2 separate regions of the Drosophila melanogaster genome follow, and region 2 is linked to region 1. A link is a contact called in public Hi-C data. All regions are on one chromosome and are shown on one strand. The core of a region is the stretch at or near the end of the contact, and the rest is flanking DNA. Distances in the headings are between cores, read along the strand shown. Region 1 holds the start of lncRNA:CR43053 (long non-coding RNA:CR43053). Region 2 overlaps beat-IIIc (beaten path IIIc).

Region 1 (4,162 bases), core at 390-2,889:
AAAATCTTAAGGCTGTCAAACACATTTTCGCATACTCTGGTCAAAAAATTGATTGCACACCTTTAGGTGAGAATTTCTTAATTTTTAACACGTTTCGAATGAATATCAAACATTTTAATAGCAATAATTAAATTTAGAAATTAAGGCCAGCATACTTTGATATTCAATTAAATCGAAACTTAGTTGGCATTTTAGAGAAACTGAAATTATGTTGTTTCGGTTTTTTGTTTAGGTCTACAATTTTAGCTTTTCTCGTATGTTCATTTATAAATTGTGCTAAATCATGTGCAGAAATATTTTAAAATTCAACTAAAGTTATCTGCCATATTGCCCCAATTTGCCCACGAATTTTTCTACACTCCTTTCAATTATAGCATAGGCAGAATTTAGCCAGAATGTTCTAATTAATACCCACACACACACATTGTCATCAAGGACTAATAACAAAAAATTCAGGACAACCTAAAAAAAAAATTTTAAAAATGCGGCTCCACTACTCAACTTTTTACGCTTCAAGTTCAACGAAAATAAAAATGAGAAAAAATCAGCTGCTGCAGCAAATATTAGGCACACAAATGCCAGCAATCAAAATGCAGAGCTGTAAATAGAAAAAAAATCAAGGGACTGAGGGAGGGTCACTAACAAACAAACTACGACACGCTTGGCAAAAGGCTTATTAAAAACGCATAAAAGAAAACGGCACGTTTACAAAGCTGGCTCACACGCACGCACACACACATGCATCGCTTGCAACAAACACATACCCACTCACACACACACATATGCACGAGGCACTCGGGCGCATAAATCCGCGCTAAATGAGTTTAACACTTGGCTTAATAGTTTGGTTTTATGAAAGGCGAAAAAAAACAAGAAAACCCAGCGGGGAAAAAGGCAAGAGGAGCAAAAAGAACACGACCATGGGAGAAAAAAAAGGATGGAAAAATAGGCAAGCAAGCGGAGGGAAAAATAGGTTCCATAGCATACTTTTATGCGCAATAGAAAACTTGCAAATCGCTTTTTGTTTTCATTGCAGGCTAAAACAGGCGGCTTCAATGTGGGTGGGCGGCTCTGAGCCAGCCGCCTTTGAGCTTTTAGCCGGGCTTAGTTGTGTGCAGTTTTCGTTTTTATTTCTATTAGCAGACTGGCTTGGTCCACTGACTAAATGAAAAGTGGAAAGTGGGCGGAGGCGGTACACCCACGTCGTTGCAAAAATATACGACTTTTTTCAATGAACGAATGCACACGGAGCGAAATCGCACTGTGTTCGCTGTGTAGGCGTCTTAAACTCCAACACAAAGTCAGACAAAAATACGCTTTAGATGAGCAGCGGATGGGATATTTACAACCGTGACTCGTAGACACCAGACTTATTAAAAAAAGCCACTGGTATAAAAAGCGTCTCCGACCCTATATCGATGTATTTTTAATCCGAATCTGTCCGTCTGAATATGCCTTGATTTCGCGAAAAATATAAGGCTAGCAGATTCTAGTAACGCCGACGCAGCTTCGGAATAATATTGTTCAATAAATTATTTTAAAATGTTTCCTTCGCACTTTAACTGGATAAGTAACATGTATGTTTTAACTCGACTTTAGCATTTTTCCTTGATTTATTTTAAGGCCAACCAAGGTCAGTAAGTTTTACTAAGCTTGGCTAACATATAAAATAGTCAAGAGACAAAGTCAACTATTCAAGGCTAAATCTCTGCACCTCAAAAGAGTCGACAAGTAATTGTAGTATGAGGTATTCAAATTTCAAGTTACAGTAGTGCAGCATGTGGAACGGCAAAGTCAGTAGTTAATATTTTACAACCTTTTTACTTTCAACATAATTACAGTTGCGGTGTCTGGCGGCACGCGTTTCAAGCACTCTGAAAAACTATTTGCGCACAGGTCCTGGCGGAGGTCGTGATGCTTTTCAGCTTTTCCCGGAGACCGGGAAGAGGAGACAGACACACATGCTGGGCACATACATAATTTAGCACGGCACTTGGACAACATTAACGTGTGTAGCCTAGCGCTGAGTGCTGCTCCTTCTTCGCCTGCTGCTGTTGGAAAACCTAAACGGATACGCCGCACAGACACACAGACACACTGACAAGCGGACAAGGACACACCCACACAGACACAAAAGTGCACCTGGTGTGCCTACGTATATACACATTATCTGACGTGCACGGGAAATAATCTCACAGACTCTCAAGAACAACAGATTCGATAAAGGAATTTATATTTCTCAAATTCAACAATTTTACTTTGGTGTAAAGTATTACTTTTATTCAAACATATTTGTTGCATTGTTTGTGTACACCGCGTTTGCCACTTCAAGTCTATAAACAGCTCAATCAAATGGCAAGGAAAAATATTTGCAGTGCATAATATATTTATTCCTTTAATACATATATAATTTTGCGCAGCTTTTTGCAGTCGCTCTTATATTTTATTGGTACCACATCCTCTGCCAACGCAGGCTGCACTTTAATGTCCCCCTTTTTTTCGACCGCCCTTTTCTTTTCGTGGGCCTTGTTTTTTTCATATTGTGCTTACCTTTGCTACTTTATGTTTAAGTGCAGCTGCACAAAATATACCAAAAAGGACATCACAGGGCGGCGAAAGAAGAAGAAGAGCCCAACCTTAACAAGCAAACAAGCGATGACAAGCTTTTCCTTGCCATCTGTGGTGGCACTATGTTTTGGTTAATACTTTCTATTTTTTGCGGTTGCTGCACAAATATTATTCATTCAGAAAAGCTTTAAAAGTGTGCATGGCTTTTTCCTCAGCTGATGATCATTTTACTCAGCTGTGCCAGTGGCTCACATGTTTTGGGGCTAAAGGAAAATCGTACCACGAATTACGAAATTCAAAATCGTGAATTTTTTAATATAAAGTTATTAAAAATGAGTGTACTTTATTCCAATATAATATAATATAAGTTTAGTTGTCAAAATTCCTTAAGAGTGTGTTCGTTCTAGTACTTCATAATTAACTTTAAACCATTTGCCTAACATCTAGGAATCACAATTTTCCCTTGTGAAAACCATGAAAACTTCTTACCCAAAAGTTGCACATTAAAAATTTGGCACTAACAAACAATGCAAGACGACTGCGTGACTGTGTGCGTGTGTGTGTGCTTAAGGACATCCCGTGTACTCCTCTTACAAATGTATCCTTACCCAAGCCAACGAACAAAAAAAGGAACGTTTGTGATGGTAAATCTTTACAGCTAACAATTAAGTCGCATAACGAACGTTTCTGGGTAGTTATGGATGGCTGGGAGAAGAGACAAAAACGAAAACTTTTTATTACCACACACTTGCGGGCTTTTGGGTAACTTTTCTGCTGCTTCCGATAAGCAGTTCCGACAAACTTTGCGCCATATAAAACCCCACACAGCTTACAGCGGGAAAACAGTGACTGCAAGTACAACTCTTCCAGCTGTAAGCAAAACTAACTAGCCGTAGTGAAAGACAAGTCGAGGCCGAAACCGAAAACCCACTACCCACAACCGAAGCCAAACTACAGCGGCAATTAATTTTGCTCCCCGTCCCCGTCCATTCGCCCAAAAATGGAACAGGAAGCCAATGAAACGTGCCGGTACTGGAGTGTTATCATTATGGAGTATCTTGTACCATTTAAATAATTACAAACTAACTAACTAACCGAAAAACAAAAAAAAAAAAAGCAATGGTAAACGCATTGCGTGCCAAACGAGCGACATTTGAAGGTGGTTCGTTTTGGATTTATTTACCAATGCACAAGGTGGCAATAAAAATTACACAAAATAAAATTGTTTTTATTGCCCCTCAGTATTTGTTTATAAATAGTTTGCTCAATTACTTTCGTAGTTGTACAGTTTTCCCTACCGATAAGGCAACCAGTTAATTGGGCGCAGATACCAAATGTGGTTAAATATGCCTTAGGCTGGCTAATTAGCTAGGCCACGAAAAGGAAATTGTTATTATATTTATCTACAAAAAGTACATGCATTTGCATGAATTGTAATTTTTTTAAGTAGAAAATCATGCGATTAATACGTATTAAATATTAGAAATGTTGTAGTTCTAATCCTCATTCTAGTAATCGTGATGAAAAATGTTCTGCCACTTAATTAAACAAATTATAAAAAAATACATCTTGAGAAATATATTTAGCAGTTAAG
Region 2 (3,987 bases), core at 1,194-3,693, 260 kb before region 1:
ACGAAATGGAAAAATCAACAAGCGATTTTTCAAACAGCGACAAAGCAATCAGAATACAATCAGAGAGCAAGAGAATGAGAGTGAAATATACATACTACATCTGTAGGCATACACTTTTATGCCTTGTAAACAGATTGATTTCAAAAATGATAATATGCCCCAAAAGCCGACAAAAGCCCACAGTCAAGAAAACGTAGGACTGAGCATCCAGGGGGAGCTCGGAAATCGGGGACTTGGGCAGCATTCCAACATTCACAGACCATTTGGCGGCTTAAGGTTCGCTGTCGGGTTATCGCTTAATCGCATCGCTTGTCAGCCACCCGACATCGTGCACTGCAAGAAATATTTATTAACTACATTCATGGTTATTAAAAACATAATGATATTGAGCACTGTTTCGGCTTGCGAATAAATCTTTTTGAAAAATAGTCCACAACCCATTTACATTTTTTCAAACATTACTTAATATTAGCTAAATCCATATATAGATAATATTTTACATATTTCTTGAATCTGCAGAAAATTAATTATTAAGATACATATACTACAAACTTTGTAAAACCGAACGTAGGTACTTTAAATTTCATTTACTTGTTATTTATTCGCTCACTGTACCGATTGCTTGTTTTTTGCTGTGACTCCTGCTACTGTTGCCTTTGTTCTCTGTTTTGGTATCGGTTTCTTGTCTGTGGCTCTTACACAAATCCTCCTTTTGGTAAAACCCCCTCCTTCGCCGATTGTGTCCTTTTGTGGCTCCCCTTATAATCATTTTTCAATAAACAAACAATTTCATGGGCGGCTTGTCTTTTGGCAAATCGGATCTAAGCCTCAATAAGCAGCCAGCGACAAGACGCACTTCCTCGATGGCCCCGCCTCCGATTTACCGAATCCTGATGGCTATCTGGGGCCTTGGGGTTACCGCAAATGCCCTTTCCTTACACTGAGCAACAGGAATTCCAGTCGCATCCAGTTGAATCCCCGAATCTGATTGGAGTACGCTATTCCATTGTGAACAACATAGATTTTATGGAATGTGCTTTAGGTACTTTGTGGCTAAATTAGAAAGATGTATTTACTCATAAGGTGTGACTAATTGATATGACGAATTCAAATTATAAGTATATAAATTAGGCTTATATGCTTTAAAGTTATATTAGTTTCACTTTCTACAAAAGGTTTTCTCACAACTTTATTGTCCAGTGTTCGGCCAATTTCGAACTGCCAGCCAGTCGATTTCTATAGATTAATAATTGTTGCTTTTTCTTTGGCTTCCTCGTTTAATTCCACTCTCCACTGAAATAAGATACAACATTTTTGTGCATTTTAGTAAGGGCCCAGGCGATATCCTGATAAATTTCAAGTCAAACAAATGGCTTAAGCAGGATCCGGAGAGTAATTACTCCAAGTAGCGAGAAAAAAGCGGAATGAAGGGATAACTCCGGCCATCCTTTGTATTTGTGTGATTCCAGCTTTGATTGTGTGTGTGTGTTTGAGTGGAAGAGCGGGATAAAAAATTCAGCAATTTCCCTGGATTCGGGCTGCTGCCCTCTGGACTCATACCCGCTTGGGTTTTCACTTGAATCTGCAACGAATTGCTAAATTTTAACTGAAACATTTATCCACCAAAGCACTAAATTATTCCTGTCCCTATAGAGAACTGGGGTGAGCTCAGTGTCTCCACGGCTCCTTTGTTGTATTTGTATTCATGTGGCAAATCGGGGACATTATCGTCAGCATCGTCATCAGCATCAGTATCATCAGCATCAGCAGCTGCAGTTCGTGCCAAAAGTCGTAAGAAAAACAAAAAATGCCAGAGAAGCAGACAAAAGTCAAAAGCTGTTATAAGTCTGTTTCACCCTTCTCAGTTTTCCTTTCTAGATTGCTGCATAGCCTCATTATAACGGATATAATCCTAAAACCGTAGAAGAGTTTTCACAAAAATAAATTACATCTTTGTAATTTCAAAATTATGTGATTTCTAAAACGAATTAAAATTAATTTTAGTTATTTATTCGCTAAATAAAACACAGTTACACAATTTAATATAGATTTGTTACCAATATGTTATTCGAATTAACACATAACGCAAGACAGCAATTTTTTTAATTCGATTCAGTTAGCGAGTGATGACTGTAATTCCCTGTGGCTCGACTTGGAGCTCGTCATTAATAACCGCGAATTATAAATTCCTTTTTTCGCAGTCACTGCGGTTTCCTTGATGAGGGAGAATAGCGGTTGGTAGTGGGAAATCGCATTTCCAGACAGCTTCATTTTCCGGCAAGGGGTTGTGAATAGGGTGGGGTGGGTAGGTTGTGCATTGGCTACGCATATTCGTTTCATTTGCTTCTCGTTTGTCGTTATTCGGTTTCATCCTGTTCCTTGGCTTTTCCCTCCTGTTTTTTGTGCCAACGTAAGCGCTTTTAATTTTCAGCTTGCATGCACAAAAGTATGCAATATGTTTTTGCTGACCCCCTTTGAACATCAACCCATCACTGCTCCACTGCACTTATGCATGCATGACATGGACGATGGGCGAGAGGGAGTTGCAATCGGGGCATGCCGGGCTAGAGCTCGACAATAGCTTACATAAATTTTAAGCTCCATTAGCAAAATGTTTCAGTTTCGGCCCAGAGGCGACGTGTGCAACTCTGCCCCTTTCGTACCACACCTGTATACGCCTCTCTTTCGGCCACCCGGTAGCTGTCCCTCTCACACACAGCCCAAAGTTCAAGTGCAGCAAAAGTTTCGGGTGTTGTATTATGCGAATTGCATATTACATAGAGTTGCAACCATTTTTGTTGGACAATTTCAAGTGAAAACTTTTGGCTTAGCTTAAGCCCCAGAGCTCATTTGTATATAAATTAAGAGGGAGCGCAGGGGTGGCAAAATAAAAAGATGGTTATCATGAGTTTAAGGTAACTGTTTATAAATCCCTGGAACAGATTCAAAGGCAACACACCAAACCAAATGCTCATCCTTTGAGGGCCTGAAAAAAATCCCACTAATTGCAAATAAATTAACTCAGCTAAGCTAATGGTCAGGCTTAATCTTTCTCTCCGCAAAGAGAAAACCACCAAAATAAACAATTAAATTGGCCAAAAGAACGCCAACGGACTGCCGACCAGCTGATGGCGGCATAAAAATCAATTCCAACCAACTGAAGCGGCCAAATGAGTTGCGGAAACTATAACTTACCAAGGCCAACACAGAAGCACATCGTAAACTTGGCTGATACAGCGCCCCTTGGACCCCCCTTCCCACGCCCTTTGAGCCACACAATGAATACAAATTGCTCGGTAAATAAACAAACATCTCAATAAGGAGCAAATTACTGACGCCAGTCAGCGAAAATAACACAACAACAGCAGCAACAAAAAGAAAACACAGTGGAGCAAACAAACTTCAGCAACTGAGAAGGATAGATGGAAAATTCGGTGATGGCGGTGGGAGGAAAGACCCCAAAATAAACACAGCCAAAGGAAAGAAAAACCAGCTCACCCACACATATGTATAAGTATAATCGCTTCAATGGAAGGAAGCTAAAATGGCATATAGAAAGAGAAATGTGCAATGCATGACAATAGCAACAATTTGGTTACTGAGCCTCTGGCTGCAGAGAAAGAAAAACTGTTGCTTACTCTCAGGTGGATTACAAGTTTTTTTTTTCATATGCCTACTTGTTGTCTAATTCATGGTTACATAGTTTATTTAATCTTAAAAAATATCACACCCTTATAATAGCAATTTTTTGCAGTGTACCGAAATGTGATTGTGTGTGCTGCTAATGAATATAATGGCGTTACTCAAATGACGCCCCTGTTGGCCGTTTCAGTTGTTGTACCCCTTGTTGATTCAGTTGCTTCTACTCATTCAGTTGCTGTTGGCATTGATGTGTGAGAAAATTGCTTAGCACCGACACAATTGCACATAGACTCGTCCTTAGTGTCTGTGTGTCGGTGGCTAAAGCAAATAATGAGCGTAAATCAT

What was found. A called contact is a pair of places that touch in the nucleus more often than the background predicts.
Region 2: a Hi-C map of the Kc167 cell line shows a contact between it and region 1, with 1.6 times the contacts expected there. A contact is called at or near these places in 13 of 107 Hi-C or Micro-C datasets (the Kc167 cell line, the OSC cell line, the Ras3 cell line and 3 more).

What each region holds. Positions count from the first base shown.
Region 1 is chr2L:16,942,851-16,947,012 of dm6, reverse strand. lncRNA:CR43053 (long non-coding RNA:CR43053) reads left to right here and starts at 1,639. Exons shown (of 2, transcript NR_124313.1): 1 at 1,639-1,793; 2 at 1,842-2,290.
Region 2 is chr2L:17,203,742-17,207,728 of dm6, reverse strand. The region is part of intron 2 of beat-IIIc (beaten path IIIc); the gene reads left to right. Among named protein-coding and RNA genes, the nearest start is that of Grl36a, 24 kb to the right of the region's middle.